2 separate regions of the Mus musculus genome follow, and region 2 is linked to region 1. Evidence: chromatin contacts called from public HiChIP or PLAC-seq data. All regions are on one chromosome and are shown on one strand. Each heading gives the region's core, a stretch centred on a gene start, on an enhancer-like site or on the middle of the called end of the contact. The rest is flanking DNA. Distances are from core to core; before and after follow the strand shown. Region 1 holds the start of Spout1 (SPOUT domain containing methyltransferase 1). Region 2 holds the start of Gpr107 (G protein-coupled receptor 107).

Region 1 (4,986 bases), core at 1,194-3,693:
GGTCTACAAAGTGAGTTCCAGGACAGCCAGGGCTGCTCGGAGAAACCCTGTCTCAAAAACCAAAAAAAAAAAAAAAAAAAAAAAAAAAGTCTGACTCACTGGTTAAGGGCACCGACTGCTCTTCCAGAGGTCCTGAGTTCAATTCCCAGCAACCACATGGGGCTCACAATCATCTATAATAGGATCCAATGCCCTGTTCTGGTGTGTTTGAAGACAGCTACAGTATACTCATATACATAAAATAAATAACTAATTCTTAAAAAAAAAACAAACAAACAAACAAACAACCTTTGAGATGGATGGACGCTGCATGGGGCTAGCCATAGAGGCAGCCAGACTGCTGGGGCCAGAGAGTAGCTGGTACTAGCGTGGAGTGGTGTCTTTCTTACATTGCCCCACTACGAAGGCCTGTGTGGGCTTCACAGTCCATGCCTCCCCACATCGCACCTCAAAGAAGTAACTTGGGATGCTGAGGAGATTGTTCTGTGGTTAAGATGACTGGTTTTTCTTCCAGAGACCTGGGTTCAGTTCCCAGCACATACATGGTGTTTTACAATCTACTATAATTTCAGTCCCAGGGGATCCATTTGCCTCCTCAGGCACCAGGCAAGACTCTGGTGCACACACATACATACAGACAAAACACTCATATAAATAAAGTCAAAATTCACACAGCAGGGTGCCCCACACCTGTAATTTCAGCTCCTGGGAGGATAAGGCAGGAGGATGGACATTATCTCAAAAAAACAAACCAAAGCAAGCAAAACAGACAAAAAGAAAGTATGACTAAAAGAGTGATGTAAACTGTAGTTGGCGGTAATAATGTGTCAGGATTGTTCCTCAACTGTAACAAAGTATCGGATCATTGTAAAATGTTAATACAAGCCGGGTGGGCGTGGTGGCACAAGTCTTTAATCCCAGCACTTGCTCGGCACACGCAGGAGGATCTCTGAGTTTGAGGGCATCCTGGTTTACATAGTAAGTTCCAGGACAGCCAGGGCTATATATTAAGGCCTGTTTCAAAAACAACAACAAAAAGTTAATATAAAACTATCAGGCAGAAAAGTTTTTTGGGGAGGAACCTGTTGGTGTTCTGGGTTATACAGGAGAGCAAAGAAAAGGAGACACTGCAGGACCTGTTAGGCTTCTCAGCAGCAGGGGCTCATCCTCTCAGGCATTGAACTTCACATATTTACCATTTTGCAGACCCTCCTTACTGTTACACAAAAGGTACTTGTAGCAAGTCAATTTCTGTATACCAAAACCTGCTACCTTATCTAGGCTTCTCTGAAGGAACCCTACCTAAGCAATACTCAGGCATAACCTACATTCCCAGGCATACCTAAGCAAGTCCCAGGAGACATCCTGGTTTGTCAGGTATGTCTCAGGACTAAGTTATGCAAAGGCTCTGAGAATCCTTGGAAGAGCAACCCCATAAAACCTCAGACAACAATCAATAACTTTACAAAAGGCTTCTTCAAACCCTAGGTACAATCCCTCTGGAATTCATGCCAGATACAATGGCTGCTATTATAGCAGCAGCTAAAAGTCTTCTGCAGGGACTTCTTTCAGTCCTATCTTCTCATTCTTTACTTAAAATGATTTTAAAGTAGACACAGAATGTTGATCAGTGATTTGCATGCTGGAGACCTTGGATTTGATCCAGGGCTGCCAAAAATCAATCAATCAATCAATCACAGCACTCAGGTGGTTGATGGAAGATTGAGTTTGAGGTCAGTCCAAGCTACATAGTAAGACCCTGTATCAATTTCTTTTTTAAAAAATTTAAAGTACTACATGCAAACAAATGAATTAAACTGATAAAGAATAAAGTCTGGGGCTGGCAAGATGGCTCAGCGGGTAAGAGCACCAATTGCTCTTCCAAAGGTCCTGAGTTCAAATCCCAGCAACCACATGGTGGCTCACAACCATCCGTAATGAGATCTGATGCCCTCTTCTGGCACGTCTGAAGACAGCTACAGTGTACTTATGTATAATAATAAATAAATCTTTTTAAAAAACCAAAAGAATAAAGTCTGGACGAGGCTGGGAATATAGCTCACTGGTGGAGCACTAAATTTAGCACGCGTCGGGCCTTAGCTGGAGTCCCAGGAAACTGAATGGATAAATAAAAAGAAAGTGCAAATGAACTGGATAAAGGTAGTCTTTTGTAATTTCCAATAGGGTGCCCTTACATAAAACATGGAAGCTAAATATCACCAGGGTACCTAACAATGGAAAGGGCGGCACATGAGCCTTACTGGGTTCGGACAGCGTAGTGCTGCGAACTCGTTGCCCTGGAGACAGGGTACCAACGCAGCAGCCTCCGCACTCGCACGTGGCGTTTCTGAGCTCCGCCTCAGCCTGGCACCCAGGACACGCCCCACTCTCCGCTGGGCCTCTGATTGGGCAGCTCCGCGGAGGTGTGGCCGGAAGAGGCGAGGCTAACTGGCAGGCGCGCGGTGGGCCTGGAAACATGGCGGAGCGCCCGAGGAAGCGTCCGTGTGGTCCGGTATGTGCGGACCGATGGGTTCCGGGCTAGGCCTGGAATCTGCAGCGTGTCACAGTGGTGTCGGCCCGGGTCTTCTGCTCTCTCCTCTCCCCTCGCCCCTCTCCCGTAGCCTGAGCTTGCAGAGTTAGCTGGTCCGATCTACATTCATTCGCGGGGCGACGGTGTCTTGAGTCCTCTCCTGGCTTATTTTCTGATTCCTAGGGCGACTTTATGGCCATACCTGTCTTCCCCTTGTCTCGGTTTCTTCTTTTGCCCAATGGGGATTCATTCCTCAGCTTCCCGGATCTGATCCCAGGCTTTGTGCACGGCGAGTCCCTGTGTACTTCTACCCTGGTTTGAGAGAGTCAGATGGCGGGAGGCCCGATGGGATGCGCCCCTCCTATGTGTGACCGGTCAGCCTCTCAATCTTCCTCCTTACTTGCAGGGTGAACATGGCCAAAGGGTTGAATGGCGAAAATGGAAACAGCAGAGTAAGTAAAAAGCTGAGGCCGGGTTGGGCAAGCGCACTGAGCCCTCCCTTTCCACAAACCAGCTAATGGCCCGACGAGCCCTCTTTGGGTCTCAGTGTATCCAAGTGAGTGGTGGCAGCCTCTCCAGAGCCTAGGCTAGCCCAGCGAGAAGGAACTCTCCTCCCCATGTCAAGTCCTTTCCCTCCAATAATTCTCCAGAAAAAGAGGAGAAAAAGAAGTGGAAGGACCTCAAGATAATGAAGAAACTGGAGCGGCAGCGTGCCCAAGAGGAAGAGGCTAAACGCCAGGAAGAGGAGGAAGAGGCGGCGGCCCAGAGGAGCAACCAAGGTAAGCAGCTGGGTCGTGAGGTAAGTTGAATCTCTGAGCCATGGGGACATGCAAGGGAGGGAAGGTCCACAGCCTGTCAGGCTGACAGGAACATCCCCTGTCCCTGCTAGGACGGCCTTACACTCTGAGTGTGGCCCTGCCAGGCTCCATCCTGGACAATGCCCAGTCACCTGAGCTCCGCACCTACCTGGCTGGCCAGATCGCCAGAGCCTGCACCATCTTCTGTGTGGATGAGATTGTGGTGTTCGATGAGGAGGGCCAAGATACCAAGTGAGAGTCTCTGGGGAGTGGGGAGGACCAGCAGGGGTGGCCATGGCTTTGTCCTGCTCCTTGTCACCTGCCTGGCTGCCTGGAAGGAGCTCTCAAAGGCAGCTGCAGACTCACTTTTTCTCACCCTTGGTGCTAGAGAGTGGACTCAGGGTTTTGCCCATGGTCTGTGCTGAGGCTCAGCACTTGGATGGTTTGGGTTGTGTTTAGCATTTCTTTATGGTGCTTGTGTACAAACACCAGTGTGGTTCTGGAGACCAGAAGGCCACTTGAGCTGAGCAGTGGTGGCACACGCCTTTCATCCCAGCACTCAGGAGGCAGAGGCAGGTGGATCTCTGAGAGTTCAGTGCCAGTCTGGTCTACAGAGCAAGGTCTGGGACTGCCAGGGCTATGCCAAGAAACCCTGTCCCCAAAAACAAATGAAAAAGAAAGAAAATAAAAAAAAAAGTATAATAAGCCCAGCACTTGGATCTTGAGGTCTGTCTTAATCTTTCCAGGAGTGTGGAAGGAGAATTCAGGGGAGTTGGCAAGAAAGGGCAGGCATGTGTCCAGCTGGCCCGCATCCTACAGTACCTGGAGTGTCCACAGTAAGTGTGAGGTGAGGGCAGTGGCTGGGAGGCAGCCTCCCCAGGATGGACCTGACAGATGCATTCCTCCCTAGGTACCTGAGAAAGGCGTTCTTCCCCAAGCACCAAGATCTGCAGTTTGCAGGTACAGCTAGTGTGCCTGCCCCATTTCCCATGACTCAGCCTTAGGCACCAAGATGGATCCAGGTGGGAACACAGGCTAGGGGTAGAGCCTGGTCCTATCATCACCTCCTGTTCCCTGCCCAGGAATCCTCAACCCCTTGGACAGCCCTCACCACATGCGTCAGGACGAAGAGTCTGAGTTTCGAGAAGGCGTCGTGGTGGACCGGCCCACCAAGGCAGGCCATGGCTCTTTGGTCAACTGTGGAATGAAGAAGGTAGGATTGGGAAGGTGGGCTGTGGTACACTTGGGGACACTTGCTAGCTATAAAAGGTAAGGACACATGAATGAGGAGACCTGAACTCCAGGCCTGCTGAGAAACACTAGTTATCCCAAAGTAGGGCTCAAGCTATGAGCCCCTCGAGGATGGAGAGGTGACTCAGTTTAAAGAGCACTGGCTACTCTTGCAGAGGACCCACATTCAGTGCCCAGCACCCACATGGCGGTTAACATCAGGTGGTTTCAGGGAATCTGGTGCCCTCTTGTGGCCTCCATGGACCCTGGACGGGGCAGGCTGACCTGGGTTATCTGACAACGTGTCCCCTTCACGGTGTGGCACTCACTCACTCCCTCTAGCTTCTCTTCAGGAGGTGAAGATTGACAAGAAACTGGACCCTGGACTTCGGGTGACCGTGCGACTGAACCAGCAGCAGCTCCCAGGTA
Region 2 (4,794 bases), core at 138-2,637, 970 kb before region 1:
AGCATTTCTCTGGGGAGAGTGCCTACAGCTTTCAGTGGATTTTATAAGGAGCCAAGATTGATCTGTCTTGCTGTAGGTAAGAGTCACTTTACTCAAGATCATTTGTTTGTTTGTTTTTCAAGACAGGGTTTCTCTGTATAGCCCCGACTGTCCTAGAACTCACTTTGTAGACCAGGCTGGCCTCGAACTCAGAAATCCGCCAGCCTCTGCCTCCCAAGTGCTGGGATTAAAGGCATGCGCCACTACCGCCCAGCTTCAAGATCATTTTAACAATCAAAAGCAGACAGCCCAAGTGTGCCTGTATGGATTTGGCCAGGTTTCAAATCTACAGTCTGTCTGGACCCTTTAAACGCTACATTCACAAGCCTTTATCCTTCACACCTAATGGAAAGTGTTTTTACAGACAGCTGTGTCCAGATCCGCAACTTCTTGGTACACTGACTATTAGGAAAATGTACAAGGCTTTGAGTCATAATGATGTCACTTTCTGTTCTCCAGGTATATTAACCGGCTGCCAATCCTGTGTAAGCCTTAGAGAACTTTCTACTGTGAGTTAGCTACCATAGCGGTTCTTGGTGGTCACTTCAGGCCTGTCATAAACATCTTCCTTAGGCAATGGCCATAGAGCGGGAATGAAAAAGGCCCACTACTTAGAAACACTTTGGATGCTGAGTTTAAATCCTCAGGCTTGTTCTTTCTTATTTTTTCTTCTTGAAACCAAGGCATGTATTTCAAGAGAGATTTGAATTCCTCTTGGGGATTCTGGCTTTGGTCAGTCAACCGAGCACCCTAAACCAAGCAAGGAAACAGGCTAAGATTCCGCACAACTTCAAAGCGCCAGATCAAGGAGCACAGAAGGGCGGAGATCGCGGACAAGAGAACTTGGAATTTAAGTTATGAAAGGGTGAATTAGGGAAGGTTGCCACCAACGTGGAATCCAGGGAAGCCAGCAGGAATCGCAGGAGTGGCCTCCCAGGTCTTTGGGTATTTAGGCCGCATCTGGGCCCCTTCCTCAGGACCTCAAACCTGCAGGGACCAGACTACCCGAGGAGGCCGCACGGCGTAGTCCATCCCTACGGGGCGGCGCAAACCCCCTGGCTCAGGGGCCGAACTTAGGAGATCCCGCTGGGCTGAAGTTGGCTCAGCCCGGGACAGCGGTCGCGCTCCCCCCACCCCCCCGTCGCCACTCCCTGATCCTGCCCCCAGCCTGCCAGGCCTTACTTTGAGCGCCAGGTGATGGACGCGGCCCAAGACGGGGTGGACCAGCAGCTCCAGCAACGCCAGCAGTCGTAGCAGCCGCAGGCAGAAGGAGCCGAAGCGGCCGAGGGGTACCGGGACGGCCATGTTTGTTCCAGCATCACCAGCTGCTTCCTCTCCCACCCACTTCCGGGTCAAAGTGCGTCGTCCCGGAGGTGCTCTGGAAGGGGGCGCGGCTGCCGCCTCCGAGGTCCTTGAGATCGTTTTACTGCAAAACGCAACTCTGGTCACGCAGGGACCTGAGCGGACCACCTCGGCACTCTTCAATTGGCCTCCCAGGACGGACTTCCGGCAAAGCCCCTGTGAGGACCCTGAAGCGTTTGCCATGACAACCATGGCGGGGCAAGTTCAAGCCGGGCCTCCTTTCTGCCTTGCCGGGCTTGGGGATTGAGGGGCCTGGACCAAAGTCTGGAACCCGCAATGTCCGCCACTGACCCTGGCGGATGATTGGACTGCCTTCGGTGGTAATAACTTAGAAATTGCTGGCCTGTCTTAGATTCCTTGACTTATTATCATCCTAGGCCCTTTACACAAACTTCAGCTTGAAATAGTTGCAGTAATAGGATTTATTGAGTCCATAGGAAGCCATCCACTAGGCTTTTTTTTTTTAAGTGGCATTTAATCTTTGGGACAATCTAATTATATAAGAGGTAGGTGTCAGGCTGTTCCTCTGTTCTACCTAAACTCTAAGAAATGGTCATTTTGGCCAGTCTGAGCTGGGGATCACATGCAGATTTTTAACTGATACGTCATTTTGTCTTGTGTGATTTCATGCCACCGCTGGAGTCTGAGCCTTAATGTTTTCTATTTTAGTCTCTTTGGAAACTTAGCTTCTAGTCCTTAACACTTAATGGAAGGACTTGGTTGTAGGTCCCTGGTACCAGGGCTTACAGGAAACACTCGTATTAAAATAGCTGATAACCAAGTTGGTTTAGTTCTTAGATTCTTGTTTTTAGCTGGACACACAAGTAACATATGCTTTTGTGTATGTGCATGTAATTATTTAAGCAAAATAGGACACAATAAAAACACAGGGAACTCTACTACCAGGCAGCTACCACTATGTAGGTGTGTGAACACCTATGACAGAATCAGATTCCTATAGCTTTTTAACTGGAACTAGTAACAGGATGTATTTTGAAGGTCTGGTTGGTTGCTTTTCTAAGTTTTTTATGTATGTGTGTGCCATGTATAGGTACCTGAGAGGACCAGAAGATGGTGTCAGATCCTCGGGAGCTGGAATTGCTGGCAGTTGTGTGTTGCCTGACATCATGAGTACTAGAAAGTTAACTCAGGTATCTATCTATAAGAGCAGTAAGTGCTCTTAACCACTGAGCAGTGTCTCTAACCCAACATGATAGATCTGTATATATAAATACATATAGATAGGAAATTAAGTTTGTTTTTATGTTGTTTGTGTGTTTATAAATGCCATGAGGTGTACCCATAGAGACCAGAAGGGGGCATCAGATCCCTGCAACTGAAGTTACCTTGGTTGTCAGCCATCCATTGTGCTTGCTGGGAACCCAAACTCCAGTCTTCTGGAAGAACAGGAACTCTTAGCTGCTGAGCCATCTCTTCAGCCCAATATGATATACTTTAATGCCACAAACTGTGAACTTCAACAAATTCACTTGGAGCCAGGAGGTGGTGGTACACATCTTTAATCCAAGCACTCAGAAAGCAGAGGCAGGCGAGTGGATATCTGAGTTCAAGGCCAACCAGAACTACTCAGAGAAACTTCGAATTGAAAACCCAAACAAACAAACAAACAAATCGATTTGTTGGGACTACACTGTCTAATTAAAAAAAAAAAATCGCCGGGCATGGTGGCGCACGCCTTTAATCCCAGCAGAGGCAGGCGGATTTCTGAGTTCGAGGCCAGCCTGGTCTACAAAGTGAGCTCCAGGACAGCCAGGGCTATACAAAGAAACCCTGTCTCGAAAAAACCAAAAAAAAAAAAGAAAAGAAAAAAAAAATCACTTGGGAAAATATGGAACTAAAAGTGAGATGGTTTTGGAGGCCCTGGTTTTGCCTCTGTGCTTGCACAGTCTTCATACACTGATATACCCCGAATCCTTCCCCTGACTTAAAAACCAGGCCAAGTTCAGTCACACCCTCTTCAGAGGCAACAGTAGAACATGCAGGTGGAGACACAGAGGTTGGGGTTTATCTTAAGATGCATTTCAGTTTCATGGGAGGGAAAGGCAGTGACACTGGCTGGCTGGTGGCTAGCCTTGTCTTCCCTTTACTTGGGTCTTGGGCCATCTCTTTTGAATATGCAATCTTCCATGTTTGAACAGGATTTTCATCTGATCCCACCCCCTTACAGATAGATAATGAAACCTAGAGCAGGAAACTCTGGAATTACTCTTTTGCAGCCCTACACAGAGAGGTGAGAAATTATTTTCTGAGTGAACTTGATTGGCTATGTGATCTACGTTATGTCATTTATAAGAGTCCTATGAGATGTCTTATTTCCTTTCATCAGATCAGGTTTGGTTAGATTAGTTCAGAGGCAGTCTGTCTGGGTATAAATGGCCCACCAGCACAGGCAGACTCACCCTGCTCACAAAGCCCAGGACAAAAGCCCGTCTTGCCTCATTGAGAACGAGGCCATCGCATGCGTTGTTGGACCGGAAAGCTGTATAGATAACCCAGATTTTTCTCCTTGTTTACTAGGTGTGAGATCAGTGTCAGGGAACATTAGGTAGCTTTTTGAAGATCATACAGCCCTTGGGCAGTTTTAGCTGGCATCTGTGAAACCAGGACTGAAACTGCCATGGAACACTCTCACGGCTTCTTGCCCAGTATTATGAAAAGCTTCTTACTTTAAAAAAAAAAAAAAGAAAAAAGAAGTATTATTCTATTTTATTGTGTGTATGTGTGGGGTTGGGGAGTGTGTGTGAGTGCAAGGTTCCTGGAGGCCAGGAAAGGGTTAGAACCCCTGGGGCTGGAAGCAGGTCGTGGGCCCCATGACATGGGTGTTGGGAACCAGATTCACGTCCTCTGCAAGAGCAGGGCATGCTCTTTTTTTGTTTTGTTTTGTTTTTTTGGGTTTTTTTTTGACACAGGGTTTCTCTGTATAGCCCCGACTGTCCCAGAACTCACTCTGTAGACCAGGCTGGCCTCGAACTCAGAAATCCGCCTGCCTCTGCCTCCCGAGAGCTGCCTCTATAACCGCACCTGTCTGATTTTTATAAGTTTATATTTTAAAAAAGGAAGCAAGCAACTGCAGAGATGGCTCAGCAGTTAAGAGCACTGACTGCTCTTCCAGAGGTCCTGAGTTCAATTCCCAGCAACCACTTGGTGGCTCACAACCATCTGTAATGGGATCCGATGCCCTCTTCTGGTGTGTCTGAAGACAGCTACAGTGTACTTACATATAACAATAAATAAATCTTTAAAAAACAAACAAACAAACAAAACAAAAACCAAAAGAAACAAAAAAAAAAAAAAAAAGGAAGCAAGCTGGCATGGTAACAGCCATGACAGAGAGTCTGAGGTAAAAGTCACCTGTTGGGGATATATTTACTT

What was found. HiChIP or PLAC-seq counts read pairs in DNA pulled down with a chosen protein or histone mark.
Region 2: an H3K27ac HiChIP or PLAC-seq map of microglia shows a contact between it and region 1, with 5 times the contacts expected there. The contact joins the promoter of Gpr107 here to the promoter of Spout1 in region 1. A contact is called at or near these places in 1 of 39 promoter capture datasets (pre-B cells) and 1 of 115 datasets of contacts at active chromatin or transcription factors (microglia).

Annotation. Positions count from the first base shown.
Region 1 is chr2:30,175,916-30,180,901 of GRCm38.p6, reverse strand. It overlaps Spout1 (SPOUT domain containing methyltransferase 1), which reads left to right and starts at 2,443. Exons shown (of 12, transcript NM_172660.4): 1 at 2,443-2,512; 2 at 2,937-2,982; 3 at 3,181-3,309; 4 at 3,420-3,579; 5 at 4,074-4,163; 6 at 4,238-4,287; 7 at 4,410-4,540; 8 at 4,911-4,983. The coding sequence starts at 2,477.
Region 2 is chr2:31,148,909-31,153,702 of GRCm38.p6, reverse strand. Gpr107 (G protein-coupled receptor 107) reads right to left here and starts at 1,387. Exons shown (of 18, transcript NM_178760.4): 1 at 1,222-1,387. The coding sequence starts at 1,344. It overlaps D330023K18Rik (RIKEN cDNA D330023K18 gene), which reads left to right and starts at 1,412. Exons shown (of 2, transcript NR_040334.1): 1 at 1,412-1,721; 2 at 2,453-2,654.